Linked DNA regions of Xenopus tropicalis: region 2 is linked to region 1. The links are chromatin contacts, called in public Hi-C maps. All regions are on one chromosome and are shown on one strand. Each heading gives the region's core, a stretch centred on a gene start, on an enhancer-like site or on the middle of the called end of the contact. The rest is flanking DNA. Distances are from core to core; before and after follow the strand shown.

Region 1 (7,406 bases), core at 2,157-4,656:
TGACCTCTGCAGGCCTGGATTGGGATTCCATATAGGCCCTGGCATTTCAAGTACACAGAAGCCCAAACAGACTCATTGGCCCAATAAATAATGAGTGTCTATGGCATCTTACAGCAGCCCCTCTGGCATTTGCCACAATACATAGATTGCCAGTCCGGGCCTGGACCCCTCCCTCCCTTTAAATGAGCGCAGTTCTAGCCTTTCTGGCAGCTCAGGGGTTAAGCAGCCTATTTGCTTTCGTAATCTCCCATTGTATCCGCTCCTTAATGTGAATGTGGATGCTGCTGTTTTGTAGGGTGAAGGACGGCCCAGTATGAAGCAGCTGGCTCAGCAAATAGCAGATGATGAGCTGAACCTGAAGGAGCAGCCGAGACAATATTTGAAGAGAATCCTGGAGGAAAATGGCCACAAGAAGGAAATAGAGAGGAAAATCCTGAATTATCTGAACTACAACAGCAACCACCTGTCCATGTTTGCAAGGCCTGGAATGATTTAGTCCCTGTGACGTTCTACAGTACATCACCCAATGCTTTATACCTGAGCCTGCACTGCACATGCTGTCCTGTAGGGGGCCACTGAGCCACCAAAACAACACCAATACATTCATTTCATGCAAAATTGTTTTTTCCTTTTTATTTTATTCATTTACAATAAAATGTTATTTTGTCCTGCATGGAGATGACCTGTTAATATAACAGTCATGGTGTAGCTAGTGAATTGCACTTTTGTGTTTTTAAAGTTTTTGGTGGGATGGTTACACCACAAGGGACACCATAACAAATAGGAAAATGTAAGGTTAAGTCATTACTTTTATTTGCTGACTGATTTAATGCATCTCTTCATTAGAAGACATATATGGAACTGAAGTAAAAAAACTGGAACACCCTTTATATATCTCATGTCTTTGTCTACATTGTGTTCTTCATTGTACCGTGTGTTTGCCCTCATTTGCCCCATTTGCTAAATCACTGGTTCTGAACCTTTTTCTTGTGGGACTAAATTATCAGTAAATGAGTTTTGCAAGTTGAATGCTGGTTTAGAACTTGAGTTCACGCTCCTGGTACATCCCAGGTTAGGGCTGGAGCTGATATTACAAATGAACTCCAAACATATTTGCTAGAAAATGTGCAACCCGTCCCCCACTTCCTCATTGTTCCATAGATCACAACCCTCAGGCCCTCGACACTACTGGGCTTCCCAGCAACTGCAGGGTCTGCTTCCTCTGTAGTTACACTCCTGCTCAGTGACATTTCTGTGCACTTCATTTGAGGGGGTAAGGTGACTGGGTAAAAAAGGTTTAAATATGGGTGACTCACAAAAAAATTGTTCATATATCTGTTGTACCTCCCCTGGACCAATTCCTATCTGCCCCAATACAAGCTCCCATCTCAGTTCCCCACTGCCCCATTGCCTGGAGCACTGTCTGGCTGATAACAAAAGGTGGCAACCAGGCCTGGACTGAGGTTCAAAACAGGCCCTGGCATTTCAAGTACACAGAGGCCCAAAAGCCCCTCACAGGCCCAATAAATAGTGACTGCCTATGGAATCTTACAGCAGCCCCTCTGGCATTTGCCAGAATCCACAGATTGCCAGTCTGGGCCTGGTGGCAACCCTGTTAAGAGGCCATGTAGCTCATTCTAATTACTATTTTCTGCTTTAGGAAAAAAGTGCACAATATTAAAGGGGATCATAGCGATTCACCCTAAAAACATGAGAAGTCATACTTGGCTCCCAACCCACATGTTAATAATTTAAGGGAAAATGTATGATAGTAAAGTTCCTGTGCCGTATAGGAGAGAAAGAGGGAGCTTCCTGTAGATGGCGGAGGAGCACATAGAGCGAGAGTCACTTACCTTCCTAAATAAGGCAGAGCAGATGGAGTATCCCGCTAATCAGTGGGGGGCTTCCCTGTAACATGTTAGCGTTTGCTTACTCACTAATGCAGGTACATGTACTGACACTGTGTGCATCTGATTGTGTTGCCATAGTGTGGCCTCCGATGTTGCAGGTAGTCTCTTGCTTTATGACTTTCCCTGCCGTTGCTGTTTTTATCTTTGTTGAAGGGAAGGATTTTTTGCTCAGTATTTCTGTTGTTGGAGAAAGACAAAAATGCCAGGTAATTACAGACTGGGGGGGGGGGGGGGGGCAGAATTGCTGAGCGTGTAGAAAGGCATCAATGTGCAATACAGAGAAATCAATAAACCCACAGGTCTGGGTAAAGGGCATCACAGGAGCCATCAGGGGAGCTGCACTGCTGTCTGCCATCTCTGATCCCCAGGGCAGTGCCACTTAGGCACAATAGATACAGCAAGGCACGGAGGCCTTTTTGTCACCAACCTAGTGACACCACTCAAAGGGAGCAATTAGCTATTGCTGAATGTACCAGCCTGTGCTCATTGGTTGCTTATTTAGGATAGGAAACTCCACTTAAATCGGAATCCACCTGTATTACAAGTATACTGTACATCCGATTAACAGACCTGTAGCACGCAATGCATTGTGGGAATTGGAATCTTGGGGTGCAGCAGAGCTGGTTTCTTTTACATTGTTTTAAGAGTGGGAAGTGGCACTGCAGGAAGGGATAAACAAACACTGCTTTTAATTGCAATTACATTTACAAAGAAGTTTACACAGAAGTTTACAAGAGAAGCTGTACACTCAGCACCCAAATTCACCCGCTAAACACCAAGCACCCAAATTCACCCGCTAAACACCAAGCACCCTAATTTACCCACTACACATCCAGCACCCTTATTCACCTGCTAAATACCCAGCATTTAGCATTTATCCCCAGCAGATATTGCACTGCTATTCCAAGCATCACTATGACTGCCCGGGGATGTGGGAGCTGTAATTCAGCAACAGGAAATCAGGCTGAACATCTCAGGGTTAAGTATTTTTCCACTCAGACTAAGGGGTTGCCCATAGGGTTGCCATTTGGCCAGTATTTTACCAACCTGGCTGGTAAAAATGATGCTTGATCTCCAATGTATTAAAAGGAGAGAAAAATAAATATAACGGAAGGGCGTTTTGTTCCAGAAAAGGTGGCAACCCACTTGTCCAGGGCCCCATCTTACCAATTTTTGGCCCTCCCTCCTGTACCCAGAATATAGCAGAGAGCTGCCAGGAGTCAGCTATGCAGGGCAGGTACAGTTCATGCCATAGCCCCATGATGAATGAGGATATGGAATGATTTGCTTTGTGAGTATCCCGGAGAGGAGGGGAAGGCAAGGTAACCATATGCACAGAGATGCTGATTTCCTTGCCGGCTGCCTGAGAGCTCAAGTGCTGATAAGGTTGGATAAAGTGTACATTGCTTAGGGGAGAATGGGGTGGGGGGAGCGTAGGCCTAACCTGCAGCTGTATGCTAATGGGAGAAATCCACTGCCTTCATCATTAAACAAGGAGGCACTGGGAGCACACATCACTGAGCAAACACAGAGTGCTGAGCAGGCACTGCACTCCAATAGCGCCCATGTACAAACAGCCGGGCAGCAGAACAAGAGCCACAGATCAGGTCACCAGCAGAAAGTGTGTCTCTATGTGGCCCCTTCTGAACTGCCATTGTTCCATCTCCCATTTCCATAGTGACTGAGAGCAAGTAAGGGATCTAAACTGGGAAACCTGGGCAACCTGTCCTTTCCATAAGAATAATAGGCACTTTGACACCCCCCCAACCAGCCCTGCTGCTGCTGTACATAGTGATTATCCTGCCTACTATAAGGATATTGTCCTGCCTGCTGCCCCCTCAGTCACTGGGCAATAACTCCTGCCCAGGATTGCGCTATCATTCCTGTATCATTACTGGCATTATCTGCCTTGGGGGGTAGCTTGGCACTCGCCTTGCTTTCAGCTGCTGCTGGATCTGCTTTGGCACAGTACAAACACACTGGAGAGAATTAACATTAGGAACCAGATATACAGTACAAATATTATATCTGTTCTTTATTCTATTATAGAGCAAGTTTTAGTTCATCCCATGATAGAACCCTTTTCCTTAAATCACTGATTAGCTAAAGGGAGCCCTGTATAGCAGCACCCTCGGCTACAAGGCATCACTCACAATACACACAAACATATATATATTGTATACAGAAAATATATATCTGTTATAATTCTATGGGAGGGCTGTTTTGGGTAACCTGGCATTGGATTTTTGGGCTACTTTCAAATGTGGTTTTCAAAGTGCTGGAAAGAATCCCATGTGCCATTACTCTGAAAGGTTTTATAGAAGGATAAAGTGAGGGAACCTGCTGAACTGCACCCAGGCGCTGTGCCCCTTGAGACATGCATGCCAGCAGATAATGTGAGCTCCTGGTATCTAAATGTCATGAATATGTCACAGAATCCCATTTTTTTATTGGGCCCTTACTCACCATAGTTTAAAGCCACAGATCATTATAACATGGAACTTTCCAAAATATTTTTCATCATTAAATCCCCCTTCTTTTCTTTGCCCTCCAAACCTTGACTTTATTTAGTCTCAGAATGAGGTATCCCCCCCCCCCCCCCCAAGCAGCTTCCTTTCTCTCGCTCCTTCATTCCTTCCTATTATGGATGTAATTATTTAACGGGAGATCCATACCAGCTTTATGCTAATGGGCAGAACAAAGGGTGGGGGTCTGGGGAGGGGTGGAAGGTGAATAGAAGGAGAATTGAAAGGAGGGAGGAAGCTTTTGGGTGAAAGTGCAAGGGGGAGACTATGTTTGGGGATGATTGTGTGAGGCTATGTGTGGGTGTGTCACACTCCAGTCTTTATATACAGTACATTCATTTGTAGAAGAAAAATCAGCACAACTCTCCATGATTTTTTACCCACAGAGCAGAAGTTGTTCCCAGAATTCCTAACTGTACCCACCAGGCAGGAACTGGGATTCAAGTCTAATCCCCCATGGAGAGAGGTAACCTCTCCGAAATGCCTTTCCGCCCGCAAAAAAGTGAATTGCCAATGGAAAAGCAAATGCGTCACTACGTTTTTCCAAAGTCGCGCAAAGTTTTCTCCTGCAGGCAACTTCCCGCAACTTCAGAAAAGGAAGAGACGCTTATGCCTTTCCACCAGCGAATCACTTTGTTGTGGGTAGAAAGGCATTTCTGAGAGATTAGTTACCTGCCCTAGCAGAGATTTACCTCCATGGGGCATTAGTCTAAAATAGGCCCTGGCATTTTAAGTACACAAAGGCCCAAACAGCCCCCCCCCCAGCCCAATAAATAGTGAGTGTCTATGGAATCTTACAGCAGCCCCTCTGGCATTTGCCAGAACCCACAGATTGCCATTGTGGGCCTGATGCTTTGTTAGGCCTCTCATGGGCACGTACCTTTCAGCTGCACTCAGTTTGACTGGCACAACACAGAACACTTGTAGTCACATTTCTAGTAACCCTGCTTTCTAGTGACCAGTTTGTGTTGTACTACTTGACAGTGAAACTTTGATACCTTTATTAAGTTACCTCCCACCCCCCCCCCCATGGCCTTGTGTGGAACAGCTCCAAATCAGTGGCAAATGTGAAATTCTGTTTGGCCGAAATATGGTGACATTATTTAGGGACCCCAATGAGCCTCCTGTTCCCCTACAGACCCCAGCAGTGTGTATAAAGGTGCCCATACAGGGCAGCTTATCTGCCCATGTACCCCCGACAGGCCTACCCTACCGATACCTGCGCTAAAATGCCCAGATCTCTGTCAGGTTTGATTTTCTTGTCAGATCAGGGACCACATTGGCTCGTTGATGTGGTCCTTGGTCTGATGGCCCATATACCCCCAGTTTTTATTCAATTGTTTGGCCCTAGGGCCACCTGATCAAATTAGTCTGATATTGCCCACCTTAGCTGGGCATATAATAATAGATAATCTATATTGTCATTGTCACTAAAAACGAGATCCATTTGTTTGGTCACCAAATGAGTGTATCTTACCATGCATGGCCACCTTAGTGTGCCTGTGTGTATCTGTATACATGACGCTTGTGTCTGTTCACATATGATGTGTGTGTGTTGGCTGCTATATACTATATTGTGGAGGGGTTTGGGATTACAGATGGCTGTGATTGATGTAGCTCTAGGCTGGAACGCATGTCACCATATTGCTCCCGATAGCTGGGGGCACTAAAGCCTACAGCTGCTGCAGAGATGCTTAGAGTCACACCTGCCAATCACTCTTGTGTTCCAGTCAAACAGTGGCTGCAGCTGCCAGATCTGTGTGCCCACAGGCTTTGCTTTAGCTGAGGCAAAACTGCCTATACAGTGTCCATTACTGCCAGTAGCACTGACACCGAGATACACTGACTGTACATGGGTCACTTTGGGGTTTTGGGTGAATTCACAGGGAACCAGAGAGGCCTTCAAGCTGCACTCTGGGAATGATGCCCTGTTGTTATTAACATCTGAGTACTGTAAGTATTGGAAGTGACAGAGGCCCTGATTAACCCTGTATGCCAGCTCTCTGATACACAAAATGGCTATGAGCTGTAGGTCAGTAACAGCAGGGGGGCCTGGGCCCCAGTACAAAGGTATTCCTTCCCATACCAGGAATGAAAGTGCTGAGTGTTTGGGCAGGAGAGAAGGAAATAGTTACATTGTCAGCACTGATTGTATATGTGTGTAGGGGTATCTGTGGGATGTCAGGCCAGGCTGCTGCTGCTACTTTGTGGCATGTTCCCCAGACAGACACAACAATCGCTAATTCCTTCAAACACAAAAGCCTCACTTCCCCCGGCACTGGGGTCAAACACTACACAAACAAGCCATTCTCTGGCAGCAGCCTGACAATAGGGCCCGGCATCTCCGAGAGGCAGCACACTTCTCTGCCACAATCAGGGATAAGACAAAGGCCACAAGGAGAATCGGCCTCCAGCTTGTTATTGATCACAACGGAAAGATGCGGCAGGGCAGACAAAAAGATAGGACAGCTGTCAGGCTCATCCAGAATAATGCTCCGCATTCAGCAAGCTGCGCAGCGCAGTCACAATGCTCCATGGAACCGGGTCAAATTGCTCTGCTGCCACTTCTCTCCCCTCATTTGCCAAACACTGACTTCCATAATAATAGGTAATAGCCGGGATGAGAGAATCGCACAGGCTGCTGCTGCACTTGGCCGGGGTGGGGGTGCCTCTGGCTCCTGTTATCATTTTCATTATCTACAATTCAATTGCGCCCCAAGTACTGGGCCTGTCGCCTCTTCTATTGATTACGGGCCCAGTGCCCTGTACTTGTGATGCCTTAATTCCTACCCAGAAGGGGGATCCTTAAAGGGCCCCCAGCACCACAGGGAAGGGCTTTTGGGGTGAAAAGGCTGATATCAGCGCAAATGACATTTAGCAATGGGGGTTTCTAGGAGTTGTAGTTTAAAAACAGTTGGTGGGTTGTAGGTTGGATTTGGATATGCATGAAAAGCGAATTTTTGTTTACTTT
Region 2 (6,884 bases), core at 2,786-5,285, 130 kb before region 1:
CCCGGCATAGCACTTTCCAGAGCTGGAAGCTGACATACTTTACTCCTAGATGGCGGCTCAGGAAAATTAGCGCAGAGGCTTGTAATATATTATTATTACAGACTTTAATAGCCATATGTATATTGCATGTTGTTTTAGAGCTAATTAAAACTGACAATCAGCCATTACTGTAATAGCATACTGCAAACAGCAAAGCAATTAATAACAGATTCCTGTCACGCGTTGTATGCCCTGGAATAGGCAGTGACAGGCCATAACAGCAGAGCCTCACCAGAACTGCTGTGGATTGGATAGACAACGCAAAGCCAAGGCTAGCGCCAATTTTCCCTGCCGAGAATGAAGCTGGCAAGTGGTCTTTGCACATATGGTAGATGGATTGGTTAATCAGCCTCTGCTGAGCACCAGCCCCAAAATTAGAGAGCAGCCAGGCAACTGCAACGCCTCAGCTTTTGTTCATGCACTCGACACGGACAGGAACAGGCTTTGGAAGAGCACAAAATGAGTCTGTTTATTTTGGATGCTTCCCTTAGTGCCTTTGCACAGCAGCTGTGTGAGTGGAGGCTACTTTAGGAGAACACATCTCTCAATTTAGTTCTGCAATAAAAATTACAGTTTCCATATTATAATAATTCCTGCTTTAGCTTTTATGTTTTCCCTTTTTATTTCCTTTTTTTAACACCAGCTTCCATTTGTGCATATTAGGGCAACTACGTTTTTAGATGTTAAATGCTATGTTTTATGATGGTTTCTTTCTTTTCCTTTTAAAAAAAAATATTTTTTAAAGGTCCAGGGACAACTGCAGGATTGCTAAGGGCTAAAAACAATTGTTTGAAGCTGGCCATACTTTTAAAGATCTGCATGTTTGAGGAGGTCGCAAAATAAGCTGATCTTTCCATGATATGCCCCACCTTGAGGTAGGCATATCAAGGTCAGGCTGACCAGTTTGGACCTTAAACCAAACAATCGGATCACAACAACGCTATAATGCATGCTGTTGGACCGCATCAACAAGCCAATGAGGTCCTGGCCCTGATAGGATTTTATAACTTGCCTGAATCAATATCTGTCCAATTTTTGACCAATAACGGTCAGACAGGCCCATTGGAGAGTCCCATACATGCGCAGATAAGCTGCCAACTCATACAGAAGGGTCCAAATTGGCAGCTTTAATCTCCCCATGCACTTAAAGGAATACTTTTATGGGAAAATATGTTTTCTTTAAAATGCATCAGTTAATAGAGCTCCTTTAGAAGAATCCTGCATTGAAATCCATTTTCTAAAAAACAGACAGATTTATTCTATTTAATTTTGAAGTTTCACATGGGGCTAGCCATATTCTTCATTTCCCAGAGTGCCACAGCCATGTGACCTGTGCTCTAATAAACTTCAGTCACACTTTACTGCTGCGCTGCAAGTTGGAGTGATATCACCCCCCTCAGAATAGCACTCAATAGTATGAAATCCAAGTCTGGCTTGGGACTCCTCCAGTTACATGGGAGTAGGAGAAACAATAGGTTACCTGAAAGCAGTTCTAATGTGTAGTGCTGGCTCCTCCTGAAAGCTCAGACTTTGGCGCCTACAGACCAATATTACAGATAGAAAAAAATATATTTGTTGGTTGAATAATAACATTTCCAGCTGTCATAAGGACCAGTACAGGGCACTCCAGCACTGTGCCCCCTTGCATTCCTCAGTTAGCACAGTTTGAATGACCCACAAGCTAGAGGCAATCCAAGGGTGGCTTATTTAGCAAACAAGAGGGTGCCTTATGTAGTGCAACTTGCCCCATTAGGTGCATTTAATTATCTGGCAAAGTGCAGTTTTCAGATGCAATTCACCATATGTGGTTCTCATTGTGATGACAGCATCACAATGAGAACAGCACAGGTTACAGCAAACATCATAGTGTGTAAGTGAATATTAAAAATGGCTTTAGCATCTGATTCACTAGGCGCAAGTTTGTATCAGGTATTGGAGCAACTTACTGTGGAAAAGCTGGAATTGCCTTTACATCCATGGTGGCCGTAGCTTCAGGGGTCCCCAGAGTGCATAGGCACACTTGCTGATAAATCATCATAAGAGGCAGGAGAGGTACACTGATGCTCAGCATAACTGCAAGAAAGAGCAGATACTTTCAATGAATAGCATCAGTAGCTATTGTGTGTATTCTGTGCCCATTTTAGCATGCCCACTTTTGCACTTGTCTTAAATGAGGTTTCACTTATCTGTGTCGGCATTAAGGCATAAATGTCATGTTCTGGATCTATATTACTTGAAAATATATTCTTTTCCTGCATTGTGAAGAAAATATACTATTTACATATGTGTGCATGTGTATTTAATACATAAATATTCACCTGTTATAAAATGCTGTGTATGTTTGCTACTGTTTAGCATTGTGAATAATAAAGAAAGTAAATCTGTTTGAGGTGAGGCATTATAGAGTTTTTTGGAAAAAAAAGTATTTTATGTATCTTTTTGCAGGATAAGGGCAAAGCTGTGGGCTTTATGAGTGTGAGTTCTGAGATTAACGCCAGACTGCTGCAGAGCTGCTTCGACTTGGGGCCTTTTCATGGACTGTGCAAGCCACATCCTGATGATATTTTATATGCAAGTGAAAAAACAAGCATTGAGAAAGGTATGGTCGCTTTATATCACTAACCTAAGAGAAAAATCATATAACCGCATTTATATGCAAATGTTACAGTTAGGGGATGACCAAACTACAAATTTACTGTATGACCTCTACATTGTACTGTGCTTCTTTATTTGAATGATTGATCCTATGGAGATCAGATTTTGTAGGATCCTATAAAATCTTGTGCTGTTGCATGATGTTGTGTGCTGCTGCATGAAGAGTCAGATTAAATCTGTCGCACAAAATTTAATGAAAAACGCTTGTGGGTTTTAACCCTTATACAGGGCTTTGCTGGATGAACTTGTCACCTGTGCTGTCCCAGGCTTACACTTTTGCACCCTAACCTCACCCACACACCCATGGATCCCAAAAGCTAGGGAATCCCTTGTTCTAATAGTGATTAGCAAATAATTAGCAATTAATCTGAAAGACCGTAAAAGCAGTGGGTATCGCAGATGTAATCACTGGTGTCTTTCACTGTATTTTTATGCCACTCTCCGTCCATCTTTAGAGTCATTTTTTTAGAGCCCACAGCATGAATTTGGGGTCAAGCACATAAAAAGCTTTATACAATTTGAAACATTAGTTCCTTCTTTACTATCAATATTGGAAGACAATGCACCTGACTTTTTTGTAAACTTCTAAATGACTTACTCCCAACAGAGATGGGCATTTGAGTAGATGGTACTGAACCTACCATAAACATGGAAGGAAAGAGCATGCATGCATGCTATAGTTGAACAGAAAACAACACCAACGGAAAAGTAGTGGCAACAAACATGGAGAGGCTCAGACATAAAAGCGAGTTGGTAGCTCTTTTATAGATGCTTGTTGATGAGTTTATAATGTGTTTGTTTTGCACACCATCTAGCTGCTGATTTTCCCCAAAGGAATTATAAGGCACTAATGAATATCGGTGCAATCAGTTCTCAAACCAAAGGATTTGCATGCAATACCACTGCCCTCTGTTCACTGTGTGCACAAAAGTAACAACAAAAATCCTGATGAGAATTATTTTTATTGCATTGGGAAGGAAAAGCCTGGATAAAATAAACTGGACACAGAGAGCCTTATAAATGCATATATACAAGTGGTTTATCTAAAGCAAAACATCTTATCTGTAAAAGGAAACCCACTGATTTCTAGGAAGGCCATCATAGTTATTTTATATTCAATTTGGAGCAATGTCTTTGTGGCAGAATTACTCCATCTTACTTTTTTTTTACATATCACCTTCAATTTGTTTAAAACAGGGTGTCAATTATAGGAACTACTTAACACAGCCATGCCTCAATTATTCCTTTCTCCGCTTTTTAGTAACGGAGCACAATGGACCAACAGCTGCAAAATAGACAGGCAAAGCCTCCTCAGATAAAGCTCTTTTTGTTTTCTTTGTGGAGCACCAGAGCCAAAAGACACAAAACACGCAGCCATGGTTGCTTCTACTGTATGCAGGCTATTGTGATGGAAAGAGTGACGGAATTCTCCTCTACTTATTTATAGTTCACTATCAATTAATTTTTTATGTAATATTCCACAGAAAATGGCCTTAGTTTAAAAGCATTCTAATGCCGATGGGAGCAAGCCGTTACATTCAGCACACACTGATAACTGATATATCAAGCCGGCTAAGCAGAGCCCTGGCAATACATCAGAGCCCCTCTCATGTAATAGCAAGTGCTAATGGTCTAGGGACACTTCTGATGGTGCTTTTGAATCTGCAGCATATTAAAAGGGCATTATACTGACCAGCCATTGATTTGGAAACCAATAAATGTCTTGAATGGATGTCTTATATGTAAGCAGAACAAGGACAGTTCCCTGATTGGTATGAAAGGCAAGTAAGCATGATCCCACTTTCATAATGAAATGGCCAGTGGGGGAAGAGTTTCGCTGGATAATAATACTATTTATGCAGCTATACATACAACAAGGCCCTCTTCAGATTTTAAGGATTTTGTAAACTGTGTTCATGCATACTCCATCTCAGACTTAAAATGGTTTCCTCAACTGTGCTTTTGTATTATTGTCTGCACTTGGTGAATTGGACCTGCAGTACAAAATGGTTGGAAGCTCCTTTTCCACATATAGAAATTCTCTGTAAATTACCCCTACTTGCTCCTATAATTAATATATTAATCACTTAAATCTATACATGGCATTAATAACACCTCAAGTACAGTTTTAATGTCATGCATTGAGAGCTAATTGAGCACTTATGTAAATTTTAAAGTGTGTTATACAAATAGTATTACATCACCATACTATTTGTATAATACACTTATGTGACATTTATGTGAGTGCTATCCACTTGAAAGTTACTTCTATATGTGGAGGAAGCAGTTTTTGGGAACAGAGTGCTGTACAGATAGATTGCTTTATACACACACACACGCACACACACGCACACACACAGACATATATATAAAATACAGGTATGGGACCTGTTATGCAGAATGCTTGGGACCTGGGGTTTTCCATATAAGGGGGTCTTTCAATAATTTGGATCTTCATACCTTAAGGGGCAGATTTATCAAAATGTGAGTTTAGAGCTTAATACATAAAAACTCACCCACATTCTATTCATTCCTATGAGATTTTTAGAAGTGTATTTATCAATGGGTGAAAGTTAGTACTCACTATTTGATAAATACGCTTCTAAAAATCCCATAGGAATGAATAGAACATGGGTGAGTTTTTATGTATTAAGCTCCAGATTCCAAATTTCGCTAAATCTGCCCCTAAGTCTACTAAAAAATTATTTATACAGTGATTAAACCCAGAATGATTATTTTGCCTCCAATAAGGATCAATTAATCGAAGTTGGTCTCAAGTACAAGGTACTGTCTTATTATTACAGAGAAAAAAGGAAATCATTTTTAAAAATTATTTTAATATGGGGTCCATGGGAGATGGCTTTTCCATAATTTGGAACTTTCTGGATAACAGGTTTCTGGATAACAGGTACCATACCATACAAAAGCTATGAAAAGTCCTGAAAATGATATGCTTATAAATGGTGCCTAGGGATGTCACCAGTTATAATCAGTGCATAATGATGTAAATTATGTCACATGACTCTTTGAAACTTGTGTATTATAATAAATTATGTATCCCTTGTTATAAAACACGAGTATATTAGAAGTCACCTTGCAGTTCCATGACCTGTATAAAAGCACTAGGTCTCATGCTTTTATATGATCATGGAACATGGTAACATACAGGAGTCAAACCAAGCTCTCTAAGCCCTACCCCTAAAGGTGTATCTCATAATTTCTTATTAGAGGAAAAAAAAAGTCACTGAGAAAGCTGTCAGTTCCAGAAAGACTCACTTTAGCAGAAAGATCCTAACAGGGTTTCTTCTTGGAAAGCTTAAAGGGTGCTTTATGATAATCGAACTAAAAATCCCCAAATAAAACATTCCCATGATGAATTATGCGTTATCTCAATGTTTTTTCCCCTTTCAGTGGCTTCATTTCCCTAATCTCAGCACTGTCCACAGGTAGTCATTGTTTTCCTCTTAGAAATCCATGTTGAATGACAACAAGAAGTAATTAGGCAAAAATCAATTGTAACTATATTGTCGATATGCCATTTACGCCTGGAGATAATTATGGTTATTTAGAGGCTACTCGATGTGAGGTCAGGAATTAGTTTGTTCAAAATACTGTTTTCCAAGTCATTCAAAAGATTTTCCTTTAGGTAACACACTGAGCCATCTTTGGGCCCCGCTGATAATTTCCTCCCTGAAAGAGCTGCCTTTTTTCTCTTTTCTCCAAGCAGATTTTAATATTCTCCTTATTAAACGTGTGACTCATTCATTATTTGCTTTCTGCTTTCATGACAAATAAAACTGACAATAAAACTAAAATGCTAATTAGCTAATTACAGAGCAGCATTTAGTGCTTGTTTTTCCTTGTGCAGTAGATTCCACATTTTATGATCACGTGTGCGGTCCTTAAAGGGTAAGTAAACCTTTAAAATAAGTGAATGTAAAATTGATGAGTGCTATTCTAAGATTTTTTGCAAATTACATTAATTATTTTTTCTTAGATATTAATATTGATGGAAATATACACTACAATTATAGGATCCATTACCCAGAAATCCTTTATCCGTTACTGAATTACGTGACTCAATTTAATGAATAATTTCAATTTTTAAATCTGATTTTCTTTTTCCCTGTAATAATAAAACAGTACCTTGTACTTGATCTCAACTATAGCAGACTTAAGGAGGTCCAAAT

The links. A called contact is a pair of places that touch in the nucleus more often than the background predicts.
Region 2: a contact with region 1 is called in a Hi-C map of neurula embryo, with 2.7 times the contacts expected there. The contact joins two enhancer-like sites. A contact is called at or near these places in 3 of 5 Hi-C or Micro-C datasets (brain, gastrula embryo and neurula embryo).

What each region holds. Positions count from the first base shown.
Region 1 is chr5:36,778,776-36,786,181 of UCB_Xtro_10.0, reverse strand. cfap61 (cilia and flagella associated protein 61) reads left to right here. Exons shown (of 27, transcript NM_001079044.1): 27 at 296-673. The coding sequence ends at 496. Among named protein-coding and RNA genes, the nearest start is that of insm1, 6.3 kb to the right of the region's middle. Within about 2 kb of position 3,406, at least 4 of the 11 cell types and tissues checked have an H3K27ac peak or open chromatin away from gene starts, as enhancers often do. A contact at or near this core is called in neurula embryo, where this site is marked.
Region 2 is chr5:36,910,677-36,917,560 of UCB_Xtro_10.0, reverse strand. It overlaps cfap61 (cilia and flagella associated protein 61), which reads left to right. Exons shown (of 27, transcript NM_001079044.1): 8 at 2,485-2,638. Among named protein-coding and RNA genes, the nearest start is that of cfap61, 13 kb to the left of the region's middle. Within about 2 kb of position 4,035, at least 1 of the 11 cell types and tissues checked has an H3K27ac peak or open chromatin away from gene starts, as enhancers often do. A contact at or near this core is called in neurula embryo, where this site is marked.